Linked DNA regions of Macaca mulatta: region 1 is linked to region 2. The links are chromatin contacts, called in public Hi-C maps. All regions are on one chromosome and are shown on one strand. The core of a region is the stretch at or near the end of the contact, and the rest is flanking DNA. Distances in the headings are between cores, read along the strand shown. Region 1 holds the start of ZC3H4 (zinc finger CCCH-type containing 4). Region 2 holds the start of ARHGAP35 (Rho GTPase activating protein 35).

Region 1 (6,634 bases), core at 593-3,092, 260 kb after region 2:
GGCGGCCGCCCCCCTTCCTCCTCCTCCTCTTCCTCCCCCCGGGGACGCAGCCCCGGCCCGGCCGGGGGCCTGACCTGTCGTCAGGGAGCGGGAGGCGGTGGTGGAGGAGGTGCGGGGTGGCCGGGCGGGCGTCGGGGGAACACGGAGGAGGCGAAGGCGTTGATGGCGGCGGCGGCGATGGCGACGGCGGCGACTCTGATGGCGGCGGCGGGGGGGTCCCGGGCGCGGCCTCCATAGTTCCTTTGGGGGGGAGGGGATGTTAATGCACGAAAAAGGACTGCTTGGGCGTGGCGGGAGGGGCACACTTAAGCTCGGAGGGCTCCTGATGGGAATGGGGTATATATTTTTTCGGTTTCGGAATCACCTCTGCGCTGACCTCCGCGTAGGCCGCGCGGCCTAGGCCTCGGAGGGCCGCTCGCCGCCTGCTTTCTCCGCAGCCCACCCCTGCGGTCACTCGCTTACTGGCGCGGGGCCCTCATAGGGGCGAGAGCCCCCCCCCCACGCACCCCCGCGGGCCCGGGGGCGGGAGACCCGGGAGACTCGGACACTGGTGGGTGGTTGGGTGTAATTAGCGCGGGCCGCGCGCGATGGAGCAAGCGAAGGGTAAGGGGAGAAGAGGAGAGCCAGCGAAGGGGGTGGAAGGGTTAAAAAGAAAAAAAGGATTGAAGGGAGAGAGGGAACGGGCCGCGGAGACGGGCCGACTGTCTCCCTTGTCTGCCCGCCACTGGTCTCCCGGCTGCCCGGCCCCCGCCGCAATCAGGAATTGACACAAAATGGCGGCTCGGCCCGGACCAGCCTAGAGGCTGAGGCGGGAGGAAGGGTGAGGTGGGAGGGGGAACTGAGAGGCGGAGGCGGAGGCCGCGTCACGTGCGGGAGAGGGGTAGAGACCGCTTGCCTGAGGGCCGGCGGAAAGAACCGAAGGCAAAGGGTGAGTCCGAGGGGAGGCGGAAATAGCCGAAAAGAGCTGAGCAGGAGACAGGAGGCGACGGGGGAGAGCCGAAAAGAGCCGAAGCTGGTGATGGGGTGGGGCTAGAGAGAGCATGAGAAACCTAGGGGAGCCAGAAATAGCCTAAGCCGATTGGGACCGGGGAAGGAGGAGAAATTGAGATGGTCCGGAAAGAGCCGAAGGCGGTGTCTGGGTGGGTGGCAGGAGGTGGAAACAGCCGAAAGAAAAGCAGCCAGGGTAATGCGATTAAGAGAATGAGCTGAACGGGCGGGGCTGGAGCGGCGATTAATTAAGAGAATAAACGACTTTCAGGAATTCGCCCGAGAGCAAGAGGGAAGAACCGAAAATTGCTAGTTTGAAGGAAGGCGGGAAGAGCCGATAGTTTTAGGTGGGAGGATGGGAGGGAAGGAATTCAAGCTACGGAGAGAAAAAAAAAAATAACCGAAAGCTGGAGGCCAGGTGCCGAGAGTCGGAGGTTTCCGGAGAAGCGATGAAGCCCAGCCAGCCCGGAGGTGACGTCACTCGACAACTCAGTCGATGACGTCATCCTTGCAGGAGAGAGGGGCGGGGCTTGGTAGTCCATCAGGGGAGTTTAAGGACCTGGGGTGTAGGAGGACCCAGAGAAGGCTCACAAATAGCGGAGATAGAAACACTGGCCGGTGTCATAGGCTGTGTACAAACAAAATCTTTTGACTCTCATAACCGTCCTAAAATAAGCTGCTGCAATTCCCATTTGCAGACTGAAGTTAGGTGTTTTAAGTAATTGGTTCAACGTCATAGGATTAGTGCTAAAGAGCACAGCAAGACTTTTTTGTTGTTGTTGTTGTTTTTAAGACACAGTCTCGCTTTGTCGCCCAGACTGGAGTGTAGTGGCGCGATCTCGGCTCACTGCAAGCTCCGCCTCTGGGTTCACGCCATTCTCCTGCCTCAGCCTCCCGAGAAGTTGGGACTACAGGCGCCCGCCACCACGCTCGGCTAATTTTGTGTGTGTGTGTGTGTGTGTGTTTTAGTAGAGACGGGGTTTCACCGTGTTAGCCAGGGTGGTTCTCGATTTCTTGACCTCATGACCTTCCCTCCTCGGCCTCCCAAAGTGCTGGGATTACAGGCGAAAGCCACCGCACCCGGCCTTTTTTTTTTTTTTTTTTTTTAAGAGACAGAGTCTTGCTCTGTCGCCCAGACTGCAGTGCTGTGACACGATCATACGTCCCTCTAACCTCGAATCCAGGGATCTTCCTTAAATACTTTTGTTAGCTCTTTCTACAGTGCCAGTCCCTGTGATGGACTATGGGAACAGTTTCTGTCTTCATGGAACTTAACCGACAATGCCCCGAGAGAGAAACAGAGTTAAAGAATAAAGGGGGTGGGTGGAGTGTTAGAGGAGAGTCTTGAAATTGCTCTTTAGGCTGGTATATGAAAAAGAAGAGCTGGTTCCAAGCAGAAGAAATACCTTATTTCAGGCGGGGCGATGTTGCTCACGCCTGTACTCCTAGCATTTTGGGAGGCCGAGGCGGGCGGATCGCTCGCTTGAGCTCGGGAGTTGGAGACTAGCCTGACCAACATAGTAAAATCCCTTCTCTCCTAAAAATACAAAAATTAGCAGTACATGATGGCTCACACCTGTAGTCCCAGCTACTTGGGATGTTGAAAAGGGAGAATCGCCTGAGCCGGGGAGGTCGTGAGGCTGCAGTGAGCTGAGATTATACCACTGCACTCCAGCCCGGACGACAGAGTGAGACTCTCGTTTCAAAAAACAAAAAAAAGAAAAGAATACCTTATTTCAGGCCCTGACAAAGCAAAGACCACTTAGATTCCAGGAAGAGAGAAAAACCTCGTCAAGATTGATAAAGCTGGAGACAGAGGCACCATGTGACTTCCTGGTATATTGATCCTACTATTTTTTAAATGTTCCAGCTGGCAGCAGGGCGTGGTGGCACATACCCATAATCCCAACACTTTGGGAGGCCGAGGCTGGCAGATCACTTGAGGTCAGGAGTTTGAGACAGCCTGGCCAATGGGACGAAACCCATACAAAAAATTAGCCAGGCATGGTGTGGCGCGCCTGTAATCCCAGCTACTCGGGAGACTGAGGCAGGAGAATTGCTTGAACCTAGGGGGTAAAGGCTGCAGTGAGCCAAGATGGCACCACTGCACTCCAACCTGGGTGACAGAGCGACACTCCATATCAATAAAAAAATAAATAAATAGAGCCAGGCATGGTGGCTCACGCCTGTAATCCCAGCACTTTGGGAGGCCAAGGTGGGTGCATCACCTGGGGTTGGGAGTTCAAGACCAGCCTGACCAAACCCCGTTTCTACTAAAAAATACAAAATTAGCCCGGCGTGGTGGTGGACGCCTGTAATCCCAGCTAAATGGGAGGCTGAGGCAGGAGAATCGCTTGAACCTGGGAGGCAGAGGTTGCGGTGAGCAGAGATCTCACCATTGCACTCCAGCCTGGGCAACAAAGAGCGAAACTCCATCTCAAAAAAAATAATAGGCCGGGCACGGTGGCTTATCCTGTAATCCCAGCACTTTGAGGGACCGAGGCGGGCAGATCACAAAGTCAGGAGATCAAGACCATTCTGGCTAACACGGTGAAACTCCGTCTCTACTTAAAATACAAAAAATTAGCCAGGCGTGGTGGCGGGTGCCTGTAGTCCCAGCTACTAGGAGGCTGAGGCAGGAGAATGGTGTGAACCCAGGAGGCGGAGCTTGCAGTGAGCTGAGCTGGCACCACTGCACTCCAGCCTGGGCGACAGAGCAAGACTCCGTCTCAATAATAATAATAATAATATTAATAAAGTAGGCTCACAACCGTAATCTCAGTACTTTGGGAGGCAGAGGCGGGTGGATCATGAGGTCAGGAGATCAAGACCTTCCTGGCTAACACGGTGAAACCCTGTCTCTACTAAAAATACAAAAAATTAGCCGAGTGTGGTGGCAGTTACCTGCAGTCGCAGCTACTCAGGAGGCTGAGGCAGAAGAATCGCTTGAACCCAGGAAACAGACATTGCAGTGAGCCAAGATCGTGGTGCCACTACACTAGAGCCTGGGTGACAGAGTGAGACTCCGTCTCAAAAAAAAGAAAAGAAAAGAAAAGAAAATTCCTGATAAAATGCTTAAAATAAATTATCAGTGGATGAAACTTGTTTTGAGAAGCTGGTGCTCCCCCTACCATCCCACCTGGTACCCCAGTTGATAGTCAGCTGACTGCCAGCCAAGAACTGTGTTACCTTTATCTTTCTGGATCCAGTCTCAGATCTAATGGTTAGATAATGATTCTCTTCTCCTATAAAATGTCCCTATTAGAGTGAATCTTAATTGGCCTACAAGGGACCTTTTTTCCTTGCATGTAAGATTGTAATAAAGTGTTCACTCATGCTCATAGGTATGTTGTCCAAAAAAGTTTTCTTTAATACACCAAGAACTAATACTGCAGGTTTGTAGGAATGGAAAGGAAGGACACCAAAGTAGCTCACTGTGCGATTATGGATGGTGCCATTCCTTCCTTTACACCTTGATATTTGGACTTCATGTATTGTGTTATGGACAAAAACCACTGATAGAGAACATAGACCACATCTAAGAGGACCGCTATTGTCTTTTCAAGGTACGGTCCTGAAGGGCCCCCATCTCTGAAGTTTCAACAGGGCCATTCTACCATTCTAGATGGTCATCTGCTTTTAAGTAATGGGGAAAACGAAAATCCCACCAAGCAGGAATTCCCTGTACTTCTTCAGTTTTATACTGGAACATTGTGGAACATTGTCTACCAAGCCCTTCTGACACTTCATCTGATTTTTTATTTTTATTTTTATTTATTTTTTTGAGACAGAGTCTCATACTGTCACCCGGGCTGGAGTGCAGTGGTACAATCTCGGCTCACTGCAACCTCTGCCTACCGGGTTCAAGTGATTCTCCTGCCTCAGCCTCCCGAGTAGCTGGGATTACAGGCGTGTGCCACCATGCCCAACTAATTTTTTATGTTTTTAGTATAGACAGGGTTTCACCATGTTGGCCAGGCTGGTCTAACACTCATGACCTCATGATTCGCTTGCCTCGGCCTCCCAAAGTGCTGGGATTACAGGTGTGAGCCACCATGCCCTGCCTATTTATTTAGTTTTTGAGATAGAGTCTCACTTGTCTCCCAGGCTGGAGTGCAGTGGCGCAATCTCGGCTCACTGTAACCTCTGCCTTCCAGGTTCAAGCGATTCTGCTGCCTCAGCCTCCCGAGTAGCTGGGACCACAGGCACGCACAACACCTGGCTAATTTTTTTTTTTTTTTTTTGAGACTGAGTTTTGCTGTTGTTTTCCAGGCTGGGAGTGCAATGGCTCAATCTCAGCTCACTGCAACCTCCGCCTCCCCCGCCCAGGTTCAAGTGATTCTCCTGCCTCAGCCTCCCCAGTAACTGGGATTACAGGTGCCCGCCACCAAACCCAGCTAATTTTTTTTTAAATTATTTTTAGTACAGATGAGGTTTCACCATGTTGGCCAGGCTAATTTTGAACTACTGACCTCAGGTGATCCAACCACCTCGGCCTCCCAAAGTGCCAGGATTACAGGTATGAGCCACCATGCCTGGCCTATTTATTTATTTATTTATTTTGAGACGGAGTCTTGCTGTGTCTCCCAGGCTGGAGTGCAGTGGTGCAATCTCGGCTCACTGCCACCTCTGCCTCCCTGGTTCCAGCGATTCTCCTGCTTCAGCCTCCCATGACTTTTTTTTTTGTTTTTTAATTTTATTTATTTATTTTTAAGACAGAGCCTCGCTCTGTCATCCAGGCTGGAGTGCAGTGGTGCAATCGTGGCTCACTACAGCCTCAACCTCCCTGGCTCAAGTGATCCTCCTACCTCAGTCCCCTGAGTAGCTGAGACTACATATGTGGGCAACCAGATCCAGCTAATTTGTGTGTGTGTGTGTTGTCTGTTTTTTTGTTTTTTAAACAGGGTCTCACCATGTTGCCCAGGCTGGTCTTGAACTACTCCTGAGCTCAAGTGATCCTCCCACTTGACCCTCACAAAGTCTTAGGATTACCAGCGTGAGCCACTGTGCCTGGCCCATTGTTTTGACTTTAGCTACTTTCTTTTTTTTTTTTTTCCTTTTGACACAGAGTCTTGCTCTTGTTGCCCAGGCTAAAATGCAATGGCACGGTCTTGGCTCACTGCAACTTCTGCCTCCCAGATTCAAGCGATTTTCCTGCCTCAGCCTCCTTAGTAGCTAGGATTACAGGCACTTGCCACCACATCCGGCTAATTTTTATACTTTTAGTAGAGACAGAGTTTCACCATGTTGGCCAGGCTGGTCTCGAACTCCTGACCTCAGGTGATCCGCCAACCTTAGCCTCCCAAAGTGCTGGGATTATAGGTATTAGCCACTGCGCCTGGCAACTTTCGCTACTTTCTGTCAATTTCCTGTTCCTTTCCCTCTCTCCTACTTTTTGGATGCTCTTGTAACTGTTTATTTTCTTTCTTATTTTTTTTTTTTTTCCCCAAGACTGAGTCTTCCTTTGTGGCCCAGGCTGGAGTACAGTGGCCGGATCTCACCTCACTGCAAGCTCCGCCTCCTGGGTTTACGCCATTCTCCTGCCTCAGCCTCCCGAGTAGCTGGGACTACAGACGCCCACCACCACACCCGGCTATTTTTTTTTATTTGTAGTAGAGACGGGGTTTCACCGTGTTAGCCAGGATGG
Region 2 (5,888 bases), core at 1,505-4,004:
AACCCCATCTCTATTAAAAATACAAAAATTTGCCAGGTGTGGTGGCAGGCAACTGTAGTCCTAGCTACTCGGGAGGCTGAGGCAGGAGAATCGCTTGAACCTGTGAGGTGCAGGTTGCAGTGAGCCGAGACCACGGCATTGCACTCCAGCCTGGATGCCAGAGTGAGACTCCATCTCAAAAAAAAAAAAAAAAAAAAAAGTTGTGGCCAGGCTTTGGGAGGCTGAGATGGGTGACAGCTTGAGGCCAGGAGTTCCAGACCAGCCTCGTCCGAACAGGTGAAACCCTGTCTCTACTAAAAATACAAAAATTAGCCAGGTGTGGCGCCTGTAGTCCCAGCTACTCAGGAGGCTGAGGTAGAAGAATCGTTTGAACCCGGGAGGTGGAGGTTGCAGTGAGCCGAGATTGCACCACTGCACTCCAGCCTGGGTAACAGAACAAGACTCTGTCTTGAAGGAAAAAAAAAAAAATGAGTGGGGCATGGCGGCACAAGCTTGTAATCCCAGCTGTAATCCCAGACTCTGTCTCAAAATAAAAAATTTTTAAAAGACTGTTGCTTGGTACAAAGTACTCATTTTTATTATTAAAGAACGAGGTATTAGGCCAAATCTGGGAGACTACCCTGAGAAGGTGACTTCAAGCTGAGAGTCGAAGGGTAAATCAGAGCTGATGGGTTCCCAAGGGGTTTGGGGGATCCAGCGTGAGCCCAACTGTCCTTGTTCTCCAGGTGCCGCCAGTTCACAAATTTAAGATTGAAAAGACCTGGAATACTGCATAGGTGTTAAAGACATTAATTTGAAGTACGGGTATCAGGAATTCACTGCCCCCCACCTTGTCTTTCCTGTGTCTCCTCAAGTAATATCAAAAGTCCCTTACACACCACGGTTTATAATGACAGCCCATGCACTCGATTTGGCAGCCCCACAGTGCTTAAAGAAAAGTTGTTGCTGTTGTTTCAAGCCACTAACATCTAAAAATCAGATTGAATGCATTAAAAGTACTTTTTTTTTTTTTTTTGAGACGGAGTCTCCCTCTGTTGCCCAGGCTGGAGTCCAGTGCGATCTCGGCTCACTGCAACCTCTCCTTCCCGAGTTCAAGCCATTCTCCTGCCTCAGCCTCCCGAGTAGCTGGGATTACAGGCGCCCACCACGACGCCCACCTAATTTTTGTATTTTTAGTAGAGACAGGGTTTCATGTTGGCCAGGCTGGTCTCGACCTCCTGACCTCAAGTGATCCGCCCGCCTCGGCCTCCCAAAGTACTGGGATTACAGGCGTGAGCCACCATGTCCGGCCCTAAAAGTGCTACATTAAAAAAAAAAAAAAAAAAGGAAAATCCTTTAATATAAAAAGCTTTATTAATGGAATAAACAAGCCCATGTAATTTTATCAACGCTTACAGAGCGCTTACTATATGCAAGGCCTGATTTCCAGAGCTTTACAAAATATAATCTATTTAATTTTCACAGCAGCCCTACGAGAGAGGTATGATTATTATCCCATTTTATAGATGAAGAGACTTATGGCAGAAATGCCAAATGTAATAGGAAACAGCCTTTCTTCATGCATTCCACAAATATTGGCTTGGCGCCCGGGAAGCTCATCTTCCACGATCTGTACTTCCGGAGGAGTCCCAGAGGAACACCTCCTCAGTTCAGAGGAGTCAAGGGTTACAGCGGTGCCCTCTCCCATCACTACTCTTTTCCTTTCAGGCGCCCTAATTGACATTTGATTTGTAGTCATTTGCACAATGCTAAGTGACAGGCTTGGGCTGCACACAGTACCAGGCCGTCTTCCCTCTCCTGGGGATCAGGCGATCACAGAACCAAAAACAAGTTGCAAGGACGCGCGCGTTGGCTGCGGATTTTCTTCACAGCCAGGAGAAAGAGCACGCGCTCTCCATCCCCGCCTCTTCTTCCGGGACGACGAATTGCGGGACTCGGATTGGGCTGAGGCGGGCCACGCCTCCTCATATCCTCCAATCAACTCCCTCTCTGGTGGGCTCCCTCCTTCTCAGCCCCGCCCCACCGCCCCACGTTACGTCGCTCCTTCTGGCCTCCTCCGTTATCCCGGGGGCTGCGGCTCGCGCGGCAAACCCACCTCCCGTTGCTTCCCATTGGCTGCTCAGGTCCCGCGCGAGCGGGATCGCGCCCTTCGCCCCCCACCCCCAAAACCGGGCCATGCCTCTCTCCTTCGGCTTTCTCTAGAAGCCAGCGCGAGGTGGCAGATCGGCTGCTTGAGGCGCGCGCGGAGACGCGCGCTCCTCCTGCGGGCCACTCCCTCTGCCCTGCGCCAACAGCTGCGCCGGCTGGCAGCCCCCCGCGCACGCGCGCTCCCCCACCCCGCTCCCTCTGCTCGTTTGCAGCTCGCCTAGAGCTCAGTCACGACGGCGGCCGCCGCAGTAGCTGCATTTTTGGGGGCGCACGCGCACTGCACCGTCCGCGGCGGTTCCTAACCTCAGGCAGCGGCGGTGGCAGTGAGACCCTCGGGTGCGCACGCGCTCTGACCTCTCCCCACTGCCTCGCTGGTCGTCCCTTCGCGGCGCGCGCCCGGGGGCCGTTATCCCCCTGCAACGGTCCACGCGCCGCGCACGCGCAGTAGCGAGGGGGCGCGCGCGCGGGAGCGGCCGTCGCAGGAAGGAGGTGCAGCCGCTGCCGCCATTGCGAGTGAGGGAGGGAGGGAGGGAGGGAGGGAGTGAGCGAGGCTGGTCCGCCCTCCCCCTGGTTCCCGCCCCTCCCCCCTTCCCCTCCCCGCCCCCCGCCCCGAGGGAGAGCCGCGGCGCGGCGGCAGGAGGAGGTGGAGGAGGCGGAGGAGGGAACCCGCGAGGGAGGGTCCGCCCGGCCCCCCGCCGCCGGAGCCGCCGCCGCCGCCGCCGCCTCAGCAGCCGCTGGACTAGGAGCAGGGGAACATGGCGCCGGGGCCCCCGTCGTTGCTGCCGGGATCCTGGAGGCCGGGGCCGCGCTGAGGGCGCCCAGCTGGTGAGTGCGCGAGCTCACGGGCCCCGGGCGGCGAGGCCGGGCGCCGCCCCGCTGAGGGGTCCAGGGGGAGGCGGGGACGGCGGGGCCCGGAGCCCGCGAACAATGGAGGAGCTGGAGGGGGAGGGGAGGAGCGGCCCCCCCAGCTCCCCGGGCCCCGCCGTCCCCGTCGCTTCGCGCGTCGGCCCGGCCCGTGGGGCCTTTCTGCCCTTTGGACCTACCCCTGCCCGCCGCAGCCCTGCTGTCCTCGCTGCCGCCCCCACCCCCGATCAGTTGGGATCTCGGTGTCTGCCTCAGAGCCTCTCCGACTTCAGCCATCCGGCTCCCAATTCTGCGACCCCCTTCCCTCTTCCACCCCTCCATAATGCCCTTCGCTCCTCCCGGGCTCTGCAGTGCTCTTGGGACCCACCTTTTTCTCATTGACCATTCTGCATCCCTTAATTGTGGCTCCCACTTTTGAGATCCGTGACCCTTCTGCCTCTTCTCGATTCTGCTCTCACCACCCTTCAGATCTGTCCTCGGCCCCTTCTTTGACCTACCTGCTGTGCTATTATTCTTGTCTCAGAATATGTTGCACCCTGGGAGCTGTCCCTTTAGGACCTGCGGTTCCAACCCCTTGGAGATCCATCTGAGACCCCTGTTCAACCAGGCACTGCTGCCCCAGGTCTTCCCCTTGGACTTAATCCGGTTCCCTCGTGGGCCCTACTATCTGCATTTCTGTCTGCCCTCTCACAGAGCCTGCTGCACCCCGGGATGCCCCTCGGCTGGCCTTCTGACCCTTCCGTGCCCCAGTTCATTCCCCTGATCCCCTCGGACTTGGCTGCACCGTGCTTGCCTCTTCCCCTTCTCAGCTCTTGTTACCGTTTGCCATTCAGACCCTTTCCTCTCTTCCATACCTTTCTGCCTCTTAGCTCTGCCCCTTGCCCGACCTCAGATCTTGCTGCGCTCCCCTCACCTGCTTGCTTCTGACTCTGCCTTCCCGGGAAGCAGCCTCTTCCCGCTTCTCTGACTCTGCAGGTCTCCCATTTCTGCTGTTCACTCAACTGATCTCTCCCTAACTCAGACTGCCTTCAGTTTCAGCCCCAGTGTTCTCTTGGAGGTTTCCTGTTTCCCCCACCTCCTTTTTGGCACTTCTCTGAGCTACTGCATGCATTTGCTACTCCTTTCTTTGGCCTGTATCTCCTTCAGTTCTCTGCCTAAAAACTGCTTCCTGTCCCCTTTGCTCCAACTCCTCTCCTCCCCGTTTTAGCCCTTAGACATGCCCTTTAACGTCACTATACCTCTGATACCTCCCGGGCTGGTCACCCATCCCCTTCCCGTTGTGCATCTCACAGACCTGCCCCTAGATCCATTTTGTACCTGCACTTTCTCCTCGTTTTTTTCAATTCTGCCCCATCCTCTATTTAGTGTTTCCCTCCCCAGCTCGGCTGTTTCGGAGCTGTCCACTTGCCCGCATGTTTTTAGACCGGTTTTTAACTTCTGTATTGCCGTCCGCGCTTGGAGCGGTCCTTTAACACTGGGGTTCTTGTCACTGTGTCCCCTCTCTGTTCCCTCCCGAGTCTTAAGTTTTCCACATGACATTCTCTTCCCCCCACCATTTTGATTCAGCCTTCACCCTTCACTCTGCTTTATTTGCCCACCGTCCACTGCCCTGCCTCTTGTCTTCTTTTGGAGTTCTCACTCCCTCCAATTGTGACATTAAGATGTCTTCTTAATCATTCTTTCCTATGTATCCCCCCCACCTTCCTCTTGGAGCTGCCTCAGTGCTGTGATAGATTCTCACTCCCCTTACTCACCTTTGATATCCCTCTCCCAATTCTGTTCGTCTTGGACTTGTTTCCTTCCTCACCTTTTTTTTTTTTTCCCTTTCCCCTTGTATCTTGTCAGGCTCCTCTTCCCATTTAGTTCCTATCAGACCTGCTCATCGCAGCTCACCACCCGTGGCCCACCCATTCCCCATTGAGCACTTCCCCTTTCAGGCATGTCTTTCTCTGTTTTCCATCCCTCTGCTGCAGAGGCAAAGGGGCTGGATTGGGCCTTAGGCTCTCAGGCTCTGAGACTGCAGATTCTCTCTCTGCACCCTAACCCTGAGGGTTCTATCCCCAGGGATCCTGAGAGATCTGGGTAAATAGGTGGGAGTTGGTTGATTGTTACTGCTCTGTGGAGTCTGGGAGTGTCTCCCCCATTTCTCCCACTTCCACTAGGTTAGTAGTGTGGAGGGAGGTAGATCTCTTTCCGTTGCCCCATTTTCTTTTCTCTGCTGTTTGCTCTCCCCCTTCCGATTTCTGGGCTCTGCAGCTTTGTGTCCTTTGGAAAAGGGGATTGCAGCTGCTCACAGATCTTTATTCTCTTTCTCACTTTCCCTCTTTCCTTCTCTGAGCGGTTGCATACAGTACCCTGTCTCCTATTCCACCTCTAAGCCAGCACCCCTAGGAGTGTGCTTTTTTTTCCCCCAGCTGACAAGTCATTTTGTTTTACCTCTAGCTGGGGAAATGCCAGTTCTCAGATTCTCCCGATCCCACTGGGGGTTATGGCCACACTTGGACCTAGGGAAGCTACAGTCTTGCCTTCCCTAATGGCCTCTGGTTTGCAGTGTGACCTTGGGGGAGGGGATGGGGAAGGTGGGCTTATTATTTCTTTTTCACCTCTGCTCCAGGGAAGGCTCCAGCTTCCTGGTCTTCAAAATGGTGAGGGCTTGGGTTTGGAAAGCACTTTGCGGTTGTTTGTTGAAAGAGAGAGTGCCAAGTGTCACTCAGATTTCTGCCCTCTGGTATTGCAGGCTCTCCCTGCCACAGGAGCTGAGTGCCTCTGGGCAGATCCATGCTAGATTCTGGGGCTCATTGGTGTACAAGGGGTGTGTGGGTGGGCGCTGACATTCCTTAAGCTTTTTGAGTGACCTGATTTGGTAGAGTTAGAAA

The links. Hi-C and Micro-C count contacts between places; a contact is called where the count stands out from the background.
Region 1: a Hi-C map of fetal cortex germinal zone shows a contact between it and region 2, with 2.1 times the contacts expected there. The contact joins the promoter of ZC3H4 here to the promoter of ARHGAP35 in region 2. A contact is called at or near these places in 2 of 14 Hi-C or Micro-C datasets (fetal cortex germinal zone and fetal cortical plate).

What each region holds. Positions count from the first base shown.
Region 1 is chr19:59,593,870-59,600,503 of T2T-MMU8v2.0, forward strand. It overlaps ZC3H4 (zinc finger CCCH-type containing 4), which reads right to left and starts at 1,843. Exons shown (of 14, transcript XM_077980466.1): 1 at 1,389-1,843; 2 at 1-240. The coding sequence starts at 1,529.
Region 2 is chr19:59,328,714-59,334,601 of T2T-MMU8v2.0, forward strand. It overlaps ARHGAP35 (Rho GTPase activating protein 35), which reads left to right and starts at 2,755. Exons shown (of 7, transcript XM_028839122.2): 1 at 2,755-2,973. It also overlaps a transcript of AP2S1 not described here.